Regions from separate parts of the Bicyclus anynana genome. Here region 2 is linked to region 1. Evidence: chromatin contacts called from public Hi-C data. All regions are on one chromosome and are shown on one strand. The core of a region is the stretch at or near the end of the contact, and the rest is flanking DNA. Distances in the headings are between cores, read along the strand shown.

Evidence for each region. A called contact is a pair of places that touch in the nucleus more often than the background predicts.
Region 2: a Hi-C map of whole larva shows a contact between it and region 1, with 4 times the contacts expected there. The contact joins the promoter of LOC112056276 here to the enhancer-like site in region 1. A contact is called at or near these places in 2 of 2 Hi-C or Micro-C datasets (whole body and whole larva).

Annotation. Positions count from the first base shown.
Region 1 is chr22:8,152,763-8,157,586 of ilBicAnyn1.1, forward strand. It overlaps LOC112056276 (ecdysone 20-monooxygenase), which reads right to left. Exons shown (of 9, transcript XM_052888367.1): 6 at 4,701-4,824; 7 at 2,338-2,571; 8 at 1,253-1,450. Among protein-coding and RNA genes, the nearest start is that of LOC112056278, 7.4 kb to the left of the region's middle. Within about 2 kb of position 1,374, at least 8 of the 8 cell types and tissues checked have open chromatin away from gene starts, as enhancers often do.
Region 2 is chr22:8,215,247-8,220,493 of ilBicAnyn1.1, forward strand. It overlaps LOC112056276 (ecdysone 20-monooxygenase), which reads right to left and starts at 2,623. Exons shown (of 9, transcript XM_052888367.1): 1 at 2,399-2,623. The coding sequence starts at 2,449.

The sequences.
Region 1 (4,824 bases), core at 124-2,623:
TGGTGGCTACCCACGGATGGCCTTTGGTTTGTGTGGTTGTGTCGCTTTGCCGCAAATATTACACACGTTATCGTGGTTAACAACAATTTTAAAATTACTTATTTACTGTAGCCATAGAACATTAAAGTTTATCACCACAGCTAATTAGAGTCAACTAGAAAAATATGAGTCCATCAAACTCCTTATCTCTAACAAATATGATAATTAATTAAAATTGAACCTGAAACCTTATTCAGCTGGTCGTGCTATGGTTCTCAGAGGTCCTGGGTACGATTCTCGGGTAACTTCAGGATTTATTATTTTGTAAATTGACTCAGGTCTGGTAGTAGCTAGGTATAGACCTTGCTTAGTTAATGCCCTACCGGCAAAGGCATAGGTAGGTACCACCAAGCGATTTAGCGTTCCGGTACGATGCCGCGCAGAAACCGTTATAGGTATTATAAACTTTAATCTGTTCCTAATAAGCCAGCTTCTATCTTAGACATGCATCGTTACTTAATATCAGCCCCTGTAAAATAGACAAATGTTAGGGGAAATTTATTTGCTATCGATAGGTCACGTGATCAAGATCTGTCGTTCCAATACATTTTTCTAGTTTTCGAAGAGTTTGCGATCGTAGAAAGAGAAACGACGCGCCACTTGGCTACAGGGCAGGTTAGATCGCAGTCAAGGGTTAACATTCTCAAGCGCACACCAAACTTGATGAAAAACTTGATCATGTGGGGCTGGCGTAAGCGTCGTGCACATTTGGCGATAAACTTAATCAATATGTGGTTAGCATAAGCGTCCTGCAGACTTGAGGTTTTGATTAAGTGTGGCTAGCATAAGCGTACCGTAGATTTGAAGTTTGGATTATGTGTGGCTAGCATAAGCGTCCTGCAGACTTGACGGTTTGATCATGTGTGGCTAGCATAAGCGTCTTGCAAACTTGACGGTTTGGTGTGGCTAGCTAGGCCTCTTGCAGATTGATGGTATAATCATATGTTGCTAGCATAAGCTTCCTGCAGACTTGATGGTAAACTTAATCAAAATGTGAATGTGGCTAGGCAAGCCGGTAAGCGTCCTGCAGACTGACGGTTGATGGTGGCTAACATAAGCGTCCTGCAGACTTAACAGTAAACTTGATCAATGTGTGGCTAGCTTATAAGTCTTCCACACTTGACGGTAAACTTGATTAATGTATGGCTAGCAAGCCGACAAGCTCTACAGACTTGACAATTAACTTGATGGTGTGTGGCTGGCTTAATCTTACCTTGGCCAGTATCAAATGCAGCTCGAGCTCAACGAATCTCTTGCCCGGACACATCCTCCGGCCGCGGCCGAACGGCGCAACGATCCCGGCGGCGTGGGGTTCGCGGACGTTGATCCAGCGCTCGGGGAGATACTCGCTCGCGCGCCAGAAGTTCTCTTCTCGTCGGCAGGCGGCGCCAGTGTGCGCTAGCACGAACGTCTGGAGCGAAATATGTAAACATTCAATTCATACATTCATTCATTCGTCACAGCTTCACGGTAAAGTGGCTGGGACTCACCAAAGATACCGAGATTTAGACTTGGACATAATATTAAAAAGGAAATTATTTTTCTATATACTTCGGTACCTAAACTCAATTTCCCAACTTGGATTATTTGTTACGACAATTTACTTCAGCAGAGGGCCTAATGGCAGGAATTGAAACAGCGCCATCTAGTAAACGCGTAAATTCGTGATAGTAACAGTATGTAAATATTGAAAACTCCCACAAGGCACACAGCTAAAGTTAATTTGTTCGAAACCATGAGATCTCGATTCGACAACCCCGTATTGACCCCTATAGGTAAATATTACTTGCGTAGTTTCCGTTCCCGTGATAATACAGGGATAAAATATAGCCTATGATCATCATCATTCATCATTATCAACCCATATTCGCTCACTCTCTCACTCACTAGTGAGCGCGAGTCTCCTTTCATAATGAGAGGAAACTCAGCTCACAATGCGGATTGGCAGACTTCACACACGCAGAGAATTAAGAAAATTCCCAGGTATGCAGGTTTCCCCACGATATTTTTCTTTCACCGTTTGAGACACGTGATAATTCATTTGTTAAAATGCACACAACTTTAAAGTTAGAGGTGCATGCCCCAGACCGGATTCGAACCCACACCCTCCGGAAATGGAGGCAGAGGTCATATCCACTGAGCTATCATAGCACACTTCAGTAGATCCAGCGATTAACCTCTACAACCTCACAAAAAGTAACCTCTTTATCGTCTCATCCTATTATTATTGGTTAAAGATAAATGAAATCTGCTACTTTATAATACCAAGTGAAAAATATCAAACCATAACGACCTTACCCCAGCTGGCAGCCGGTTGTCACCGACAGTCATGGGCGCGTCCAACAGTCTCGCGAGGAACGGCGCGGTGGGCAGCAGTCTAAAGGCCTCGTTCACAGCCGCCCGCACCGACGGCGCCGCTGACAACTCCTCGACACGCAGCTCGCCACACGCTGGTAACTCTGAGCGTATCCTCTGCTGCCAGTCCATGCGACCGCTCAACAGGTATAGCAGGAAGACCAGGCTGTTTGCCAACTGGAACATAAATAAGTACATCGTATTGTTATTCGCAAGAATGTGTTCAGATCAAATCAAAAAAAATTAAAATTCATTTATTTCAAATAGGCTTAGTTTACGAGCTCTTTCGAAACGTCATATTAAACTTAAGACAATGGTGATAATAATCATTCGAAAACTTAAAATTAAAGTTACGAGGGTTCCAAACGCGCCTTGGTCCGAGAAGACGAGAGAGAGACGAAGAGAACAACTAACTCAGCCAAGGTTTATTTTTTTTTTTACCACCACTTTACAAACTTATTTAAAACTAAGCACACAGTCAGACACACACACACACAGTTTTTATCATTTAAATACTCATTAACACTATAACAAGACTTTACTAAAAGCTTGCGTTTAATAAACACTTTGTACGTTTTGTTTAGGTGATGATGATCATCACCTATATAAAAAGTTATTGTAAAGGTAGCCTTCCGTTCTTGACGACCGCGACTTGTGACCATAGATAATTATATGGAGCACTAAAGGAAGACCGAGACCGTGTCGCGCGACCACTTTTGTTAATTGCTCCAAATAAATTCATAATAAGCAGTAGGTCGTGCGACGCGCTCGCGGTTGCAGGTCGCCAAGAACGGAAGTCTACCTTTAGGGTGAGGATCTAACAGGAGTACAAAATGTATTACATGACTGGCTACTTATATACCAATTGTAAATGGCGATAAACTAAAAAAGAAAAACCTGGCTAAGTTTGTTGTGGGCTCTTTCCGGACCAAAGCGCGTTTGGGACCGTCGTAAATTTAATTTTAAGATTGCGACTAATTATTATCACCATTATTTAATAATATTATTACCTGATGTTTCGAAAGTGCTTGTAAACTAAGCCTAATTGAAATAAATAAATATTGATTGATTGATTGATTGGTGAATAATAAAGTAGAAAAGGGAAAAGAATGTCAAGATTCATGCATGCACTCGGGGATGGTGTAGCTTCCCAACAATGAAATATTTTTTCTAATCGTTTCAATATATTCAGAGCCTATTCAATGCAAACAAACAATCAAATCTTTCCTCTTTAAAATATTAGTATATATTATAGTGCTCAATTTTGTATTGCCTCTTAGTTCTTACTGCTTAGTTAATAAAAACCATGAGTTTTAATGAATTGCACCGAAAGTGTTGTAATTACAATAATAATAATTATTGTCATAACATGAACATGAAAGTCTATAATTGCTAAAAGAAATTCTTGTAAAACTAGGTCTTATATGCTTCTTTTCTTTGAAGATATTATACTTAGGTACATACTTTATGCTATCGGGTGAAAATAATGTGTACAAATTAATTCAACGGTTTGACAAGGATTACCTACCTACTTCCTATAGATATTTTCCTCTGATATTTTGAGGAACCAGGAAAAAACCAAAATGATCACGTTCGATTAGTTATTGAGCAATATTCAATAACAGATTTTTACCTTAACCCACTGATAGAGACATTCGATTGGATTTCCATGGCAAACGAGTTAGTTAGTTTTCCTCAAAGCGCTTGATACTTGTAAGTACAGTTGCCCTTTAGAAAATAGGGTAAGGTGTTCTATTTGCATCTATGTATACCTACTGAATGATTGGTAAGTCTATTTCTAACTACTACTACTTGTATAGTTAGCATGAATATAGAATAGATAATCAATTCAACTTTTGAAAAAAAAATTGAACCGACTTCTAATAACATCGCATGTGCTACCTTCTGAGCACTTTGAAGGCGGTACCAAGCCAGTGACGATCAGATGTAGCACAAACGGTTTTTTTTCGCTTTTTAATTAATTTTTGTGATTTTGAAGTCGGTCAATTTTTTTTATTAAAAAGATTTTATTTTTCTGTTATTAACGACTGTGTCCTAGCATACAGAATGAAAGCGCGTAATACGGGTAATTTCGTTATTTTCATTTTAACACGAAATTTTTTAACTGATTTTCATGAAAATTCAATGGGTCCAATCTGGAAGTATACTCTTTCAAACAAAAAAAGAATTTTCAAAATTGGTTAATAAATGACGAAGTAATGAGGTAACAAACATTAAAAAAAAATCATATGCGTCAAATTGAGACCCTCCTCTTTTTTTAAATTGGTTAAAAAATTGATAGTTACCGTCTCAATCCCCGCGGTGATAAAGTCAATAACAGCAGCCTTCTTGTCTCGCATGTCGAGCTCCGGGTTGGCGAGGATCTTGAGGAAGATCTCCTGCATAGCGTCGTCCTGCGCCGCGCCGCGC
Region 2 (5,247 bases), core at 1,373-3,872, 64 kb after region 1:
TAATGAGGATTCATCATCATCACCATTATCAACCCATGTTCGGTTCACTTCTGAGCTCGAGTCTCCTGTGAATGAGAGGCGTTATGCCTTAGTCCACCACGCTGGCCCAATGCGGATTGGCAGACTTCACACACGCAGAGAATTAAGAAAATTCTCTGGTATGCAGGTTTCCTCACGAAGTTTTTCCTTCAACGTTGATTGTTGAATGAAGATTATTAGTGACTAATAATTAAAAAAATCAACCGACTTCCAACACAAAAATTAACCACTAAACTAAAAAGCGAAAAATAGCATCGTATGTGCTATCTTCTGAATCTTTGAAGACAGTGCTAACCCAAGCCAAACAATTGATGTATCAATTCAAGCCGTTTAAATTACAAAATTGCTTAATATTTTGGTTAAGTCTGGTTGTTAAGAAAAGGAAATTCAAACAGCGTGATACAGACTCCGGTTTCTCGTATATCCATTCATATTTATATTTATTACAACAATGACTATGTATGATTTTTTTAAAAGGTAACCTAGCGGGAATCGGTTTGCTTGGACTCTTCGCCGCTGGTAAGTACACAGACTGAGCTTTTATTCGTTTCGCCGTGCAGTGAGAGCACATTGCCTCAGGACAAAAGTCTAGTCTGTGCAATACATCCCTATAATTCGGCAGTGCTGGGGTACATTTTGGAGTTTAGACGCCAAAATCAACTACAACTAGGTATAAGTATAAACAATATTGATTTCGTGTAGTACGTGGATTATAGGTCCAAAATATATCGATATTCATTAATAAAAGTTAAGGATTTTAAAACTAAATTTAAAAATGGTGTATTGTTTTCCTATTTACCAAACTTCAAAAACGGTCATCCACTTGCGTTTGGGATCGTTTTGTCAAAAAAAAAATAAAAATAAAAATTTTCATTCATCATCGTAAAAAAATATCACATTTATTGAGATGTGATTATCACAAAAAATTTTTTTTTTCAATCTAGTAGAATGATAATAAGCCATACCATTTTAAAAAAGTATCAACTAGCCTATTAAGCAACACTTCACGGAGTATGTTATTATTTTCTATGATATCTCATTTTCTTTTTCATTGTCGTTAGAGTATGGACTTCTGGAGTAGAATTAACTTATTAAACTTGGCCATAAGTTTATATAATAAAATCTTGAAATGTATCTTTTGGCTTGGAAAATATTTTCCATATATATTTAAAAAATAATGATGCAAATGTTTTGGTAATCATTTAACACATAATATATATCTTGGTCCTAATTTAAATCCTTTTATTTCATCAATATCTACATTGCACAAATTTCTTAATACAAAAGAAATCCACAAGAATTGATTATTCTTTAAGATGAGGAAGGAAATGACAGTAGGTAAGGATTGTATACATGTACATTTTCCTTTATTTCGATTAGTAATACTTTACAAGCACTTTTAAAACGTCAAGTTATGTCATGATTGTGGTGGTGAATGGTGGTAAGTAAAGTCGAAATGTATGAGCACAATCCTAAGTTAATATTTGGCAATTAAAAAATACTATTAATTAGTATCTTCCATCCAGTATCTAGTCCACCTGTTCGCAGTGCAAATTCAAAAAGAAAAGAGCTTTCGTTACATTCTCAATTAATTCAACGTAAAAAGTAAATTCAAAGCCGACGGACGTTCTACGTCGATTCCAAAACACGCAACACCGTCTAATCAACGTGGATACAAAAGAAATATATGCCTGAATAATGTATAGACTCCAGACAGAAAAAGTTTAATGTTCTATGGTTTATGTAGCTACATGAAACACTAATATGCTGCAATTTTTAATCTTGCGTTTTTTACGCACACGAAATGTACGTTACGTTTATCGCAAACTGAAATACAAACTTGTAATGAAAAGTTACTTAAATGTAACTTAGTTTAATTATTACAATAAATAAAACATTTAAACTAAGCTTCAGTTACATATTTCATAGGGTTTTCTTTTAATTTTTACACACTAAAACAACACGAATTCTATAATAATAATAATTCATTCATTGAAAACTTTTTCACAGACACGAAGAAAATCTTTTCGCTTACTGCACTATAAAATTTGCTTTAGTATGTAATTTATTTTGTTATAATTAAACACAAATTCTGAGTACATAATTATATAAATAATTATAACTTCCACACACACGAAAAGTTATGAAATATACTTTAGCTTGTGACTTGTGACTTATTATATGTTTTAGTTATTTTAAAAGTTACTAAAACATATTATGTAAAATATTAATATTTATTAACTATGCATTTACTTGCTAGATATTTAAATATTTTTAAATCATTACTGTTCTATATAATCTACATTTAACACATTTTCTACTGTATATAATCTACATTTAACAATTTTTTAAAACTCACCCAAAAGCTTTCCACGTAATGTGAAAAAAGGAAGACACCCGGAAGAGACATGATAGTCCATTTAAATTCACACCACGACTGACAGCGGGATCAAATTGCTCTTTTTATATATATACACTTATTGTTTACTAACATCACCGTACATAGAAACTCCTTGCCGATAGTCGTATCTGCTGCTACAACAAACGTTGAGGGTGCATGAACCGGCGAGTAGCGACTGAGGAGTCCGCGAGACGATCGCCCCTATATATTATCTCGCTACTTCTTGCTGAACCATTTCATGCTCTACATCTACGAGCTAACTGTGGATCTTAGACATTTGGATACCAATCGACCATCAATACATTAATACATATTATAGCTATACTTAATATTATAAATGTAAAAGTAAGTCTGTCTGTCTGTTACCTTTTCACGGCTGAACCGATCAAGGTGAATTTTGGTATTATGATAAATGGGACCTTGGAGCAAAACATAAAGAACATTTTGACCCCAAATTAAAAATAGAATGAACATAGAAAAAAAAGTGGGGTTGAAAGTTTGCATGGAAAGTCCTTCATTTTTAGAGTTGCAGTTTTAAATTTAAATAATCATAAAAAATACGAAATATGATTCAAAAAATTTTAATATGCAACCCTCATGGTAGTGAAGTAGGGGTTGAAAGCTTACATGGATTTCTGAATCATTAAAAGAATTGTTAGTTTGTTTGCATCGAATAGGCTCTGAAACTACTGATAAGAAACAATTTGAAAAATTATTTCACTTTGGGAAGCTACACTATCCCCGATTGCTATAGGCTATATTTTATCCCCATATTTTACGGAACACGGGAACCACACGGGTGAAACCGCGCGGCCTCTACTAGTATCTAAATAAAATTGAAGTACCTGTATTGTGTTATCAAAATAACTGGATTTTCTCAAACGATTATAATGTAAATAATAGACAACGTAAAATTCAGTTTGCACAAATCCCGCGGGAACCTTGGATTTTTCGGAATAATAAGTAACGTATACGTTGCTCAACAACCTCCTCTATATTCCACTGAGAGTCCCATTAAAATCTGCTCAGCTGTTTGAGAGACAAAAAGACAGACAAACAAAAACCTTTTAAAAAATTTGTATGTATTGTGTAATGTAACTAAAATTATAGTTATTTACACATAAATATATTATACGTTAATTATTATTTACACGATATTAACTAACATAATAAAAAAAAACTTAAATAACTTAAATAATTTAAGATTTTTCTGTCTATCTGTCTCATTATCTTTTTATCTGGACTGGGCTAGTACGGCTGAACCGATTATAATAGGACTTTCGTTGGAACACAGAGGAGTTGTTGTTGAGCTACTTTTAATTCCGGAAAAGCCAAAGTTCCCGCAGGATTTATTACTGAATTTCACGTTCACCAAGTCGTGGGCATTCGCTAATAATTTATATCTATACTAATATTTTAAAGAGGTAAAGTTTGTGGTATTGTAGGGGGTAATCTCTAGATCTACTGAACCGATTTTGAAAATTCTTTTACCACTAGAAAGTCACGTAATTTGTGAGTGCCATAAGCTATAGTTTACCTCCTTATTCTCACAGAAACGTGAACTACGCGGGTGGAACCGCGGGGCTTCGGCTAGTGTACTTAAATTACTTTCTTTGATGTCCAATAAAATTAAATGTAAGGGCCCGACAAAAATATTGTAGATCAAGGCCGTGCGCGTGTGCCTTTATAAGATCAATTGCTTGTTAAATATTGTCCCTTTTTTGTAGATCATTTTTTCCATCTTACTTCTTACTCGCTCCCTCACGCGGTTTTGTCCGCGTATTCATTATGTTAATTAAGAAATTATATTTTGAAATTGGATTCAAATTTTATTTATTTAGTTATAACGGCGGTTTTATTTCGAAATATCAACACTATACATTTGGTTTTTTTTTTAAAAAAAAAAAGGATATTTGCCATATATCTTAAAATATGACCAATATTCCCATTCCCCTCCAATCCATCCTCCCTCCTAGTCGGAAAAGACTGTGCTAGGAGTGGGTTCGACAATAGACACCAACGGGGTGAGGATTGAACCACCGCCCCTCGGTGATGAATCCGACCGCTCTTACCGTTGAGCTATTGAGGCTTTAAACTTTAACTTTTATTAGTTTTCTTCTAAAATTAAAATAATGATTTTAATGAATCGCGAAATGCCAAACGCGGCACAATAACCTCAGCTAGACGTTTGTTCTCACCATCACACAATATCTTTACTAATACTGATATATACTAAACAAGTTAAACCCCTTTCCGTCTTAGATTGCATCATCACTTACCATCAGGTGAAATTGTAGTCAAGGGCTAACTTGTAAAGAATAAAAAAGAAATATCGGATATATAAATCACCATATTCGGCTCACTGCTGAGCTCGAGTCTCCTCTGAGAATGAGAGGGTTTAGGCCAATAGTCCACCCAATGCGAATGCGGATTGGCAGACCTCACACACGCAGAGAATTAAGAAAATTCTCTGTTACGCAGGTTTCCTCACGATGTTTTTCCTTCACCGTTTGAGACATTTAAATAAATAAAGTTAAATAAAGTTGGACGTGCATACTCCGGACTGGATTCGAACCCACACCCTCCGGAATCGGAGGCAGAGATCATATCCACTGGGATATTGGATATATATACAGATCCCTATTACCGTAAGGAAACAAACATATTATTAGTTGATATTGAAGTCATTAAACTTAGCCGAGAGTTATCAGCTGTAGGTAGGGAGAAAAAAATAACATTTATATCGTCTTTAAAAGCATTAATAAAACAAGAATCGTTTGATAAAACTGCTAATATTGTGACATAAC